Linked DNA regions of Mus musculus: regions 1 and 3 are each linked to region 2. A link is a contact called in public Hi-C data. All regions are on one chromosome and are shown on one strand. Each heading gives the region's core, a stretch centred on a gene start, on an enhancer-like site or on the middle of the called end of the contact. The rest is flanking DNA. Distances are from core to core; before and after follow the strand shown. Region 1 has its middle 610 kb from the start of Gm41929. Region 2 holds the start of Cdh7 (cadherin 7, type 2). Region 3 has its middle 680 kb from the start of Gm41929.

Region 1 (4,663 bases), core at 1,480-3,979, 1.4 Mb before region 2:
ATAATTTACATCTAGGTAAAAGTGCTAACACATTTTAAGGATAGTTTATATCTAGATCTCACCATTTTAATTCTTATCCTGACATTCAAAAATAGCATATGTTTAAAGGTTGTCCTCACCTAACGTGGTTTATTATCTGGCATTGTCCAGATAGCTTGCCACCGATTTTGCTTATTTTAGAATATTTTTGTGGTACTATCGTATTAGTTGAATCTGTATGGGAAAATTAATATTCTGAGTACTAAGTCCCAACAAGAAAGTTCTAATTGATGTGAGAACAACTGCTAAGTACCTAATGTGTTCCATTGCTTCTTACCAGTGTTCCGATGGTAAAGGAACTAAGTAGTCCTTAGTACTACTGACTCCATGGTGTAAGCATATAGGCAACACCACCTGCCAAAATTAAAACAAAGACCTTATCATTAAAATTCATCTATTTCTGAGAAAGTCTCAAAATATACTAACCTTATTTTTTAGCTTCTGTAGTTCTTCTTCTAGTTAGCTGCTCTAGTTAACTGAAGTATGTCAACTTAGGAGATAATCCTTATGCTTAAAAGCTTACTCAGTGGTACACTGGATCACAAATACCAGGTGTAGTTGCCAGCTGGATAATAAATACTTTGAATTGACTAGCCCATGTCTGAGCAGCCTTCTTTGCTGAATACCTTATATCATCACACATTTGGCATCATTTGTATTCATGACTCCTTTAAAGATGATGTGATATGTAGACAGGTAAACTAATTTGCTTTGAGTTGTCAATATGAGTGATAAAGCCTCCAAACTCTCATGTGTTCAACATAACAGATCCATTTGTCTTTTTGTTTTGGTATATTCAATTCACTTGAACTCATTTCATGCTGATAATAGCACAAGAGAGGAAGGATTTTACTACTTTTAATTTTTATATTTTTATGATAAAATGCTTGTCCTATTTCTGCCAACTCCATAATAGCTGAAATAATTATGAAATTAGAAATGAACTTTACACAATTTTAAAAACCAAACAAATAAACACTAAACCAAAAATAAGTAGATATTACAATCAATATGCATAAGTTAGAATGTAGAAAACAAGATGCACATGAGTATAATGCAAAGCAGAAAGACTCAGTCACCCTAAAAGCATATTTTAATGTATTTCCCAATATGTGCCCTTGCAGAAGAACCTGAAAATGTGTGGCTGTATGTTACATATGTTGCATTCATGGAATCACTTGTTTTCTGAGAGGGAGCAGCAAATCTGGATAATTTATGCCAAATTACATTAACTATGCCAATCTTCTATGTAGATTGGCCTGGATAATGTAATTAGTTCTGAGTGTTAAGGTCAGATACTGAGTAAAGAAATATCTCAGTATGTCTTACAAAATAGTGAAAAAAAAATCAAGGTGCTTTTAAAAATAAATATGTAGTACTTCAAGGTAGTATCATAACAAGTCAAAGAGACTCTATCATTGTCACAAGATACTGAATTTAAAACACTTTAATAAATATATCACAATTGGTGTCAGACAGTCTCAGAAGGAACTTCTTTTCATATTTTAGGCTCCTGTGCCATTTTAAAAGTGATTGTAAAATTTTAGTTGTTGATGACAGTTATTTCTCACCTTCCTGAAATTAGTCTTTAAAATGACTTTGTGCTTTAATGCAGACAGACAAATCTTTCATTCTCGTGATCATTTCCAAAGCCTCGGAAACAGTGCCATCAATCATATGCGGTACTGATGGATGTGTCAGGCAATGCGTACAGCTCTAACTGTTTCAAGGCCACTGACTTAGAATCTGAAATCTTACTCAATTCCTTTAAAGCCTCTGGCTTTGAGACAAATGAAGGGTGAGCCAACTTCTGCTTTTGTACTCACAGCATATGAAACAGCAAAGCCAACGCGAAAGACAGTGAAATTTGGAATGCAAAATATCTTATTTTAATGTTCTCAGATTGCAAACAATAATAAGTAAAAATCCCATCTAATGACAGAACTTTACTCTGAATCACTTAATTACTAATTATTCACTGAAAATTTCAAAATAAAACATTTCTGAAAATGACATGGTGTTTGATTTAAGTAGATTTTTTTTTTACAATGAATTCTTGGTTATATTTGGGGATAATGGCAGGGGAAAAACTCAGTATTTTATCTTATTATAGATATTTTTCTTGGAAAGAAATAAAGGCCTAATGAAGGAATTCAAAATGGTCAAACAAAATGTAAAAATTAAAGCTTATGCTAAAATAAGTATTTTGAAGTCCAAGATTTCCAATAATCTCATATTTTTAACTCACATATTAATTTGTTTCATAAGTATAGCATTAAATTATTTCATATTAATGTTTTCTAAGATTTAATCACATTTTACAACAAACATAATTCATCTGATTTGCTCTAGTATAGTTGAACTCATTTTTCCACATATTATTAAAGAAGTTTTTTTTTCTTGCTTAGTGTCAGACACACCAAAACTTACATTTCCATTTCGAAAAACGAAGAAAAAATATTTAATTTTGAGCCTATATTGTTCAGAGATGCAAATCTGTGTCATAAGTGTGACTGATAAGAAAAGAGTAGTTCTTAAACATGGTACACCATCGCTGTTATTTTACGTCCAAGTGGATCAGTCTGAAATTTTCCATGTTGCTTAGAGAACTAGCAGGGAGTTGGCAGTGCTTATGAGGAAGGGGTGAATAACTTACTGCTGGGGAGATAGAAGTGTCCCTTACTGTGAGATGTCTGTCTCTGAGGCCCTGCTCATTAATGCAGTAATGAGCTGTTGAAACAGCAAAGCACCACAGAGCACAGCTTCAGCACAGGAAACTAATTGGCTATGGTATTTTTGTGCTCTTCTGCTGTCATCCAGACAACCATCCCGTCACATGAATGGACATTGGGATTCTATTACTGATGAGGCCCAGAGCTGTCTTCACAGGCCTGGCTTTCTTACAATTTTGAAACTTCAAATTAAATATTTTCTTTTTTATTTTCAGATATTTAGTCAAAAAGTCCTCACGACATTTATTTTATGTTTTCCAGGGAAGGAAAGGAGTTTCTTCATGAGTCTCACTTTAGGAAATCAGTTTACATAGAGGCCGTAAGTCTTGTGGTAACCCAGTCTATTTCAGTTACTGGCTTACAGAATAACCCAGTTACTGTGTTTAACTCTGCTACCCAAGTTCCTACTTCCGAAGCACAACACTGATGAGCTATCATTAAATGAGGGTTATCTATCAATATTTCAAAGAAAATAAATCAATAACTGTTTTGTATTATTTATGGATTTAGAAGTTATCTTAAGGCATATGCCATTGTGATTATGGCTCGTAAAGACTGTGCATCATACTGAGACATGCATAGTTAACAAGTGGGAGGGGCTTTGGCTTGCTTCAGTAGGCAAGAGTCCTACCGAGTTATGTTCCAATAATAATGTCTTCCCCAAATGTTGGACATTTAGCAGCCAATGTGCTAGAGGCTAACTCCTTATAGGCAACTAATCTATATTTCGTTTTTCAGTGTCTCTGCCTTTTATACCACAAACTCTCTGCTGACATTACTCCTTATATTTAAACATCAGATAATTACCACAATCCACTAAAGCATTCTTTCTCCTCTATCATACATATAGATATCCTCTCTTTCAATGACATTTTATCCAGATTAGCATCTAAGCTTGTTTTATAAGTATTTACAAACACATTATTTGAAAACCATTATGTTATGTTCTGCTAACAAGTTGCATGGAATATAAGCATTGTTTGAGTGCTATATACCTTTAATGCTTTAGATGTAGAAATGAAACTAACCAATTATGCTCTAATTTTCTGGTTTAAAACTTGGAACTATTTAATATTCATCCTGATATAATGAACTAATGTAGCTCATGCTACCACCCAGAATGACTCACTACCAAATGTTTTGATCTTCCACTTTACCCGGATAACACAGTGTTTCATTGGTTTTCAATTCCCGTCAATTTTGTCTCTACTGAAAACCTAGGGAGATCATTGTGCTGTGCGATGGAATATTAAATTCAGATGAAATGATTAAATAACAACATATTACGTGTCACTGTTCAGCACTGGTATGCCTTAATATTAACACATTTTAGCATGTTTCTTCCATTACATTGCAATAGACTGGCATAATTTATTTTCCTTGTTAATCATGCTATTTACTGATTTGATTGATGCTGAGTTATATTGAGAATTAGAATAGAAAGAAAATTAAATAACTGAAGATCCAAATTTAAAAAGTTTCCTTTGTAATATACTAACTAGTAAAACAATGCATTCATTATAGGGGCATGTTGTTCATAATTCAAATATGTGTTTGTTATTGGAATAGCACCAGGTAGATCTTAGTTGCAATATGAAAGAAGACAAATTTTAAGTTAAGTTATCTGAAAGGAGCAAACCAAGACTGAGAAAAAGCCTACATGTTATCTGTGTATAAATGATTTTTTAAGTTAGTGATCAGTAAGGAGGGCCCAGATCATTGTGGGTGGTGCCATCTCTTGGCTGATATTCCTATATTCTACAAAAATAGCAGAGTGAATAAGCAAATAAGCAACATTCCTTCATGGCCTCTACTTCAGATTCTGCCTCCAGATTCCTGCCAGGTTCTTCTCTGGAATTTGTTCAATGATGAACAGCAATAAGGAAGTAGAA
Region 2 (4,362 bases), core at 170-2,669:
GCGCGCGCGCATGTGTGTGTGCATATGTGTGTGTGTGTGTGTGTGTGTGTGTGTGTGTGTGTGTGTGTGTGTGTGTGTGTGAGTGTATGTGTGTGTGTGTGTGTCTGTGTGTGTCTGTGTGTGTGTGTACGCGCGCGCGCGCATGCCGACTAAGCGTCTCTCTCTTGGCAATCTTAGCCAACAGCGCTTTCTGTTTCTCCAGGAGGTCCTGAAGTCTCTGTAGCCTCTCAGACAAGGTGCCAGTGGTAACCCGCGGCGATCTGCATCTCCCTCTAATGCGCACTCCCAAGTCGGCCCCTGCGCGCCCTCTCGCAGTCACCCGCGCTCGCCCTCCCGCCCTCTCCGGGGACGCGCGCTCTGGTTGGCTCCGGACTTGGTACCCTAGACTGTTGTGCAGAGGATTAGCGTGTGTGGGGGATGGGGGTGGAGGGTGGGGGTGGGAAGGGAAGAATAATGATGGCCCTTTTCGTCCCTATCAAGAGCGGGACCCTAGCATTCAATGACCCCCAGGGTCCTTGTGCCCTGCGGAGTGCGTTGTGATTGGAAGACGAGTAGGCTGCTGCGGGGCTGAGCAGGTGCCGGTCCGCTGCTTCTGTGTCTGCCCGGCGCTCATAGCTGGGAGCACAGCGTCCCTGAGCGCCCGTGGATCCCCCACCCCTTCCACCCCCTTGCCAAGTGCGCATTCTTTTAAATGCAAACGCCATGGTTTCAGGTGCCTGATGCTGCTGGCAGGGTAGAGAGGCCCCAGGTGAGTGTATGTGTGCCTCCTTTGGGGCTGGGGAGGTCGCCCTCGCAGAAGCGCGCCCTCGCTGCGCACCGCGGGGAGCCGGACAGATAAGTGAGCAAAGAGCGGGAGTAGGGGGGGAGGGTATCCGTGCGGAGTTTCCCGTGGCGTTCCCAAGTTACTGCGTGTTGTGTTGAGACGTGCTTCTGCCTGGCAGGACAGGCTTGAGGACTGAGTTCTCCCGAGATCCTCCAGGAAAGCAGTGTTGACAGACACCAGGTGCAACGCGAGGGAAGTAGTCAGGGTGAGAGTGAATCCCAATCCCAGCCCACTTCAAATGCAGAGGTAAACACTCGCCATCTCCACCGCTGTCCTCTAAGAGGTACCCAGCGGATCTTTCCGTGGACCTTGAACTGATGCTGGCACAACTCGGAGCAAATTGTGCCACCGCTTTCTGCAGAGGTCTGAGGCTGGAAGGAGGTGTGTGCCTTGTGTAAGCAGGAGCAGGATTCCTTTGAACCATCTGCCCTAGACCTCTTTGGCCTTATGTGAATGTGGAACTCAAGTATGGTTGCTCTTTTTTTCCCCCCTAGTAATTAGTATTCCGTTGGTCAGGTGCATCTTCAGGGTTTGCTTCCACTTCGCCTCTTTGTACCTTTGGTGTGAGCTGGGAAAAGGGCACCCTGCTTCTCTGGAATTCATTCTGGACTTGGACATCTTCGTGGGTTCACTTGGCACAAGGCTAGTTGCTGGTATTCAGCCTTCCAGCCTCCCAGCGTGGATTGATACAAAAGGACCTTAGCTTTGAATGGCTTCACGGTTTAGATCATTAACCCTTCGGATTTCTTAGATGTCATAGTTCAGGTAAGTAAAGATTACCAAAATAAATTAACCCTGAACTGGGGAAATCATAAGCTGTTAGGGAAAAAAAAAATCACAGATTTAGAATCTCTAGACTGTGAAAAATTTGCATAGTAATTCATTAATATTTGTAAAACACCTTTTACTTTGCAAGAGATATATTTAGGTCATGTATTAAATTCAATATTTATAAAAATAAGACTTACCCTCCACAATATCAGTGCCCAGCAGGTGTTTTGTTTTGTTTTTTACAGAGGTGGATTGACAGAACTTTAATCTCTCTTTACAGATAGGAAAATTTATTGTCATCGTATTGAAATTGCAAATTGACAGTATTTGCTGTTAAAGGTAGATTGCTAGTGCAAAAACCAAAAATGTATTTTTAGAGTTCTGTTGTAGTAGGAACCATTATTAAAAGGAAGTTTGTGTAGATGCACGGTCAGCAAAATCTAAGTAGTTTTGAGTCTTTATAAAGAGTTGTTAAGGGGAAGGAAGAACTAAGAGTAATTCCAACTGCACCTTCCAGAAACCCACTCAAACAGCTCGTTTTCTAAAGAACTGGTCAGACGTCATGTTGAGCCAAATGCTTGCTATTCTATGTGAAAGAGAAATGCATTCAAATGACTTTCTTTATTTTTACGGGCTATTTTGAAAAGCATGGAGTAACTGCAAAAGTATAGGTTGCTGGCCAGCAACTTCATGGTAATCTTCCTTGTGTACTCCTGTTTAATTGTCAGTGGCTAAGTGGAAGCTGTGAGGCAGCATCCAGTTTTAATAGTTTTATCTGAGTAAGCTTGCTGAAATTTTGTGTGTGGAAAGAGAAATAAAGCAAGAGGCACAGCCTATCACCCTCCTAGAAGCTATTCTAGTTTGTAGTGTTACTAAAAGGGCATTGTGCACTCTCAGTGTGAAGTATTACTGTAATTAAAGACTGCGATAGGTCATTAGAATTGCATTAACTATCAGTTGACAGATGCACACCTCTTCCTAAGTCTACTTTTATTGATTTAGTGTCAGAGAGTTGTTCTCTTTCTTATGAAAGGCTACTACAAGGCATCTATATTAGTGAAACGTACCCTTGAATTGACTCTCGGTTTTTAGCATCCAATAGGGAGAGAGGGTGGAGAACATATTTGTTGGCTACTGCTCAGCCTTCTTTGGTCTGAAAAATAAAACCACTGTCTCTTTTCAGGCATCATTTTCTTGCCAGCATTGCTATTATTCAGTATTTTGGTTTCTAAGTGGTATCAGGGGTCTAAACTTCTCAGACTGTATATAGATATCAAAAAAAAAAAAAAAAAAAAAAAAAAAGAAAAGAAAAAGAGAATGAATACATCTATGTGTCAAGTTAAATACTTTTCCAAATCTTTCAGAAAGGTGCTATATACTAAATCCTTAACTTGTTTTCTTTTGTACATATTATTGTTGAGTGATTCCAACCGTCCTGAATTTTATAAGGATTTATATTTATTGCTTCAACAGCTTGCAGTGCATCACAGTGTTCTTTCTTGGAAGGAAAAAGAAATAGAAAATGTTTTTTACTTCATTAGAAGGCTTCAAACCCATATCTTAAATTGAGAATTTTAGAAACTTCCAGACTAGCCTGCATGCACGAGTTAATTCCAAAGGGACAGAAATGCAAGTGTTTGTGCAGTGAATAAGAGAGTCTGACTTTCCTTGCTCTGGTGGCAAAGGGGAGCTGAGGGCAAACCATGTGACAGAGTCCTGTGTGACCATCTCCCTAGCCTCTAACAAGCAGAGGAGATCTAACTCTGACCAACAGTACAACAGTGCCTCCTCTGGGAATTTGCTGGTTCTGCAGAGAAGCCCCCTTGATCACTGCCCCCTCCCCCACCTTGTCTTGCAAGACTCCTCACTGACAGAATGTCCAGGGCCATTTAATATGCAGATGTCTATCCATACATTCAGTTCTTATTACAGAAAAGATTTTTCATTCTTGAAAATTTTATTTCAAGTTATTTTGTAAAGTATTTATTGGAACATAAAGCCTTTCACGGAAGTCGTGTAAATCACACCTGACAGAAAGGTGTAATACAAGGGCAAATTAAAAACTAAAACTAGAAAAACAAGATTTTCTATAATAATAAAATGTAAAGAGGTAGCCCTAGAAGTACAATACATCCATTTAGTTATTACATAAATAATTCAGGAGGGCTGTGGTTTGTTACTTTGTTTACTTTTTAATTTGTACAGGCTTCAATATAAACCATGTGCTTTTCCCCTTTTTTATTTCTTTCTCCCAAGAGAGAAGTTGTTTCTATTTCAGTGCAATTATCTATATAATCCACTTAGGGAAAATTTTTCCTCATGGTTGATAGCCAGATGCACACTAAAGGCTATGTGATTAATTTCTAGGGCCCCTGACTCTATACTGAAGCTTGTTACTAGTAGGAGATTGTGGTCCATGGTTTTAGTGTTGTGTAGCCTAGGAAGTTAATGGACTTCATCATGGTCTCATTATGTGAGAAATCTCAAAGAACAGAAATTCCCAAAGCTCACTAATTGAAATGAAATTATATAATACAAATATACATACAAATGCATATACATATATATGTATGAGTGACACCAATATTACATAGGATTAATATTAAATTGACAGAATGTCATGTTAAATAACATACAAATTCAGCCTAATGCATAACAGTAGTGTTTTACCATGCTAGAGACTATAGATGGTAAGATTATATCTAGAATGATAATAATAGCATGCAGCTTTATATATTAGGATTTATAGTAACAACCCATAAGGTAAA
Region 3 (4,712 bases), core at 1,425-3,924, 1.3 Mb before region 2:
CAATATTCAGAAGTGATATTGGTCTGAAGTATTTTTTTATTTCTTATTTATTTATTTATTCATTTATTTATTTATTTATTTATTTATTTATTTATTTATTTATTGGGTCCTTGTGTCATTTAGGTATCAGGGTAATTGTGGTTTCATACAATAAATTAGGTAATGTATCTTCTGTTTCTATTTTATGGAATAATTTGAGTAATATTGGTATCAAGTCTTCTTTAAAGGTCTAGTAGAATTCTACACTAAATCCATCTGGCCCTGGGCTTAATATGGTTTGGAGGTTCTTAATGACTTCTTTTATTGTGCCATTGGGTATAGGCCCATTAGTTGGTTTGGCTAGAGATTTATCTATATTGTTGACTCTTTCAAAGAACCAACTTTTGGTTTTGTTGATTCTTTGTATTGTTCTATTTGGTTGATTTTGGCACTGAGTTTGGCTGTTTCCTGCTGTCTACACCTCTTGGGTATGTGTGCTTCTTTTTTTCTCTAGAGCTCTTAGGTATGCTGTTAGGTTTTTTGTGTAAGAGCTCTCTAGTTTCTTTACCAAGGTGCTTAGTGCTATGAATTTTCCTTTTAGCACTGTTTTCCTTGTGTCCTATAAGTTTGAGTATAATGTGTCAATATTTTCATTAAATTCCAGGAAATCTTTAATTTATTTCTTTATTTCTTCCCTAACCAAGGCATCATTGATTAAAGAATTATCAGATTTCACTTGTATGTGATGGGATTTCTATTGTTTTTGCTGTTATTGAAGACCAGTCTTAGGTGATCTGAGAGGATTTACTGAATTATTTTAGTCCTCCAGTATTGGATGAGGTTTGTTTTGTAACCAATTAGATGGTCAGTTTTGGAGAAGGTACCATGAGGTTCTAATAAGAAGTTGTATTCTTTTGTTTTAGGTTGAAATGTTCTGTTGTTATCTGTTAATTCCATTTGATTCATAGCATATATTAGTTTCACTGTGGATATTTAGTTTCTGTTTCAATGACCTGTCCATTGGTGAGAGTGGGCTGTTGAAATCTCCCACTATTACTCTGTGTTTTGAGATTTAGTAAAGTTTCACAGCTGGGTGTGGTGGCACACGCCTTTAATCCCAGAACTCCAGAGGCAGAGGCAGGCAGATTTCTGAGTTTGAGGCCAGCCTGGTCTACAAAGTGAGTTCCAGGACAGCTAGGGCTACACAGAGAAACCTGTCTTGAAAAACCAAAACCAAAAAAAAAAGTAAAGTTTCATTTATGAATGTGGGTCCCCTTAGATTTGTGGCATAGATGTTCAGAATTGCCACATTCTCTTGGTTAATTTTCCCTTTGATAAATAATAAATGTCCTTTTTCAACATGTTTGATAACTTTTGCCAGGATGGCAACTTCAGCTTGTTTACTGGGACCATTTGCTTATAAGACCTTTTACTATGATTTTCCCCTAAGATAGTGTCTGTGTTTGTTATTGTTTTCTGTTCTTGTATGGAACAAAATGCTGGATTCTCTTTGCTCGTCCAGTCTGTTAGCTTATGGTTGTATGTAGTTCATTAATATTGAGAGATATTAAAGACTGATAACGCTTGGTTCCTGATATGTTTTTTCTTTTCTTTTCTTTTCTTTTCTTTTCTTTTCTTTTCTTTTCTTTCCTTTTTTTTTTTTTTTTTTTAGTGGAGCTACCTTCCTTATGTTGGAGTTTTTCTTCTAGGGTCCTTTGTAGGACTGGGCTAGTATATTACAGATATAAGTATCACCAAGAAAATGCTATCAAGTGTATTCTCTTGGTGATACTTACATCTGTAATTCCTGACCTCTTTTCTAGATTTTCCATTTCCATGTTTGCCTCCATTTGTGTTTTCTTTATTGTTTCTACTCCCACTTTTAGGTTTTGGACTGCTGTATTCAATTCCTTCTTCTTGATTGCGTTATCTGGTATTTCCTTTAGTGAGTTATTTATATATTCCTTAAAGGACTCTATTACCTTTGTGTGATAGAATTTTTGGTCACCTTCCTTATTTCTATATGTGTTGTTGTATTCAGGTCTTGCTGTTCTGGGTGAACTGTATTCTGATAATGCCCACATACATTGGCTTCTGATGCTCATAGTTTTGTGCTTACTTCTCACCATCTGGTTGTCCCTTGGTTTGCTGGTCTGGGTGACTCTGGAGTCTGCCTCTTTCATCCCTTGGTTGCTTCAGGTCTCTTAGTAGGCCTGCTTCCCTGGCTGTGGCAGACCACCTGTGGACCCATCAAACTAGGGCCTCTTCAGAGGGATAGAGAAGCTGCTGATCTGTTGCCCTGCATGCAGTAGTTCTCCTGGGAGACCTTCAGACTGTTGAGTGTCCATGTCCTGTGTGAAGATACTCGCCAGAAGTGTCTACTGACTGTTGTTTCTGTTCCCCTGTGTGCAGCAGAATTCCGGGGAGGCTTTCAATCTGTTGGGTCAGTTTCTGTGCATGTCACAGAGCCCCAGGAGGTCTTCAGACTGTTGTGTCTGTTGCCCAGTTGCACTGTGTACAGAGGAGCTCCTGGCATGCCTTCAAGCTGTGGTGTCTCAGACGAGCAGACAAACTGACCTTAAGTTGCTTGGTTGCCTTATGTGTGGCAGATCTCCTGGGATGCCTCAGACTGTGGTGTCAGATACCCAACCGCTCTGACTGCAGCAGATCTTCTGTGGTGCCTCAGGATATGGTGTCTCCATGGGAGCAGATTATCTAGCAGGCTGCCCCAGCAGAAAGGACCGGGTGGAAGGGATATGTGCTCCCTTTGAACGAACAGCATGCCTCTAAATGTTTAATTTGCAAAGCTGTCACTTTGCTGTTTGAAAAGCTAAAGGTTTCATTCATTTTTATGTAAAGCAATATTGTAATAAGAAAAATAAAATGAAGGTCCATGATACACTTTCGACAGACTGGAAACAACAGGCTTCATTTATAGCTAATGGGTGAGTAGACAGAAAAATGAGCAAAGAAAGGGTGCATGCAACTGTAACAGAAAGAAACACAGATGGAAGAGACAGGTGGCAGGACACAGCAGGATCTGATGATGAATGGAATACTGATGTTGGAAAAATATGAGCAGACTCAATAAAAGTCAGATATATTTCAGCACAGGCTACTAAATTCTAGAAGTCAGAATAAGGAGCTCATCTGGGGCATGTATGGTTGATATAGGAATGTACCCAGTACAAGGAAACTATATAGGACCTCTGAATAAAAAAAAATTGGTATCAGCTTTCTGAAACTGGAACCACTGTTCCTATTAGATTTTTATGGAACCAGAATAAAAAAAATCAGTTTTTTAATTCAGTTAGGATTTAAGATGTTGTCTTTATGGACAACTTTATATGTGACCATGTATTTTCTAAGGAGTACTGTATTTCAAAGAATAAAACAACTGGTAAGATTATAAGAAAGTACAGCTGTGAGAAACCAAATTGGTAGTAAACTTTGATGTTTTAGCAATATTGTAATTAAGGCTTTTATAACCTGAACACATCAATATAAAAATGTTTCAAAACCACAATACACACACACACACACACACACACACACACACACACACACACACACACAAAACCAAACCTAATATCTTTCACATCCTCAGAAACAGAAGCACAGCAAATGCTGAACTCTTGTTTTTTATGCTTTAATATATTTCTGTCAGATTTTTTCATCCAGTATATTTTGATCATGTTGTCTCCTTTTCCAAGTCTATCAATTTCTATCCTAATTCGTACCCAACCAAAATTATGCTCTTTCTATAGGTTTAACCATTTTAAATAGTATACTTTTATACAGTTTATAAACAAAAAATTTTCATAACTTTAATTTTATAAATCTGCTTCATAAATTGACCTTACTTCAAATAATTTGTATTCTGATGATCAAACAGAACTACACGTGTAGAGACAGCTCTAGGGTCTTCAAGCAAGTATTCAATGGACAATATAACAATGATGATTTAGACACACATTTTCATGCTTGAATATTCTACTTTGTAAGGAAAAAATTACTTTTTTTCATAGAGATTTTAATTTTATACAGTGGCAAAATATAGATCTTTTACTTTTTAATGAAACATTTTTATTGCTTATGATTATAATATAAATAAATTACTTTCTTCCCTTTTCCCTATATAACTTTCTTCCATGAATTACTGATGCTCTCTTTCAAATTCATGTTGTAGTATTCTTTAATTGTCAATATGTTTTTCAAATATATAAATAAAACTCGTTAATTCTGTATAGAATCATGTGTGTTTGTGTGTGTGTGCGCGCACACACACAGGTGTGTGTACAAGCTCAGGATTAAGTATCTCTTATTAGATAACTACTGGGGTGTTCTTTTCCAAAAATGATCATTTTTATTCTTAGAATCCCACAGTTTTCCATAATTCTTTTTCTGAGGTTGAGACTCTACAAGCTTTCTATCCTATATGTTACAACACTCATTCCTATTCTCTGTGTTCAGGTCTTGTTTTGCCATTCATCCTGACGTCCTTTATGCTTTAGCCTTTGTGTTACTTTTTAGGAGACACTATTATACAATGTGGTTCCTCTTCTCTTGGCCACTTTAATCTTTCTGATCCTTCTTTTGCAACAACATTGAGGTTTAGGTGCAGGGGTTGTTTTCTAGCTGTACATATTAGAACTGAGCCCTACAACTCTGCAGTCTGATTATTTGTGAGTCTGCAAAAATGTTTTTGTTGTTGTTGCAAAGAGAAATTTCCT

Evidence for each region. A called contact is a pair of places that touch in the nucleus more often than the background predicts.
Region 1: a Hi-C map of cerebellum shows a contact between it and region 2, with 2.3 times the contacts expected there. The contact joins the enhancer-like site here to the promoter of Cdh7 in region 2. A contact is called at or near these places in 3 of 39 promoter capture datasets (hippocampal neurons and liver), 1 of 484 Hi-C or Micro-C datasets (cerebellum) and 1 of 115 datasets of contacts at active chromatin or transcription factors (stem cell-derived neural progenitor cells).
Region 3: a contact with region 2 is called in a Hi-C map of cerebellum, with 4 times the contacts expected there. The contact joins the enhancer-like site here to the promoter of Cdh7 in region 2. A contact is called at or near these places in 3 of 39 promoter capture datasets (embryonic stem cells, hippocampal neurons and stem cell-derived epiblast-like cells) and 2 of 484 Hi-C or Micro-C datasets (cerebellar granule neurons and cerebellum).

What each region holds. Positions count from the first base shown.
Region 1 is chr1:108,575,247-108,579,909 of GRCm38.p6, forward strand. No RefSeq gene overlaps it. Among named protein-coding and RNA genes, the nearest start is that of Gm41929, 610 kb to the left of the region's middle. Within about 2 kb of position 2,730, at least 3 of the 459 cell types and tissues checked have an H3K27ac peak or open chromatin away from gene starts, as enhancers often do. A contact at or near this core is called in cerebellum, where this site is marked.
Region 2 is chr1:109,982,304-109,986,665 of GRCm38.p6, forward strand. It overlaps Cdh7 (cadherin 7, type 2), which reads left to right and starts at 1,420. Exons shown (of 12, transcript NM_172853.3): 1 at 1,420-1,588.
Region 3 is chr1:108,647,202-108,651,913 of GRCm38.p6, forward strand. No RefSeq gene overlaps it. Among named protein-coding and RNA genes, the nearest start is that of Gm41929, 680 kb to the left of the region's middle. Within about 2 kb of position 2,675, at least 6 of the 459 cell types and tissues checked have an H3K27ac peak or open chromatin away from gene starts, as enhancers often do. A contact at or near this core is called in cerebellar granule neurons and cerebellum, where this site is marked.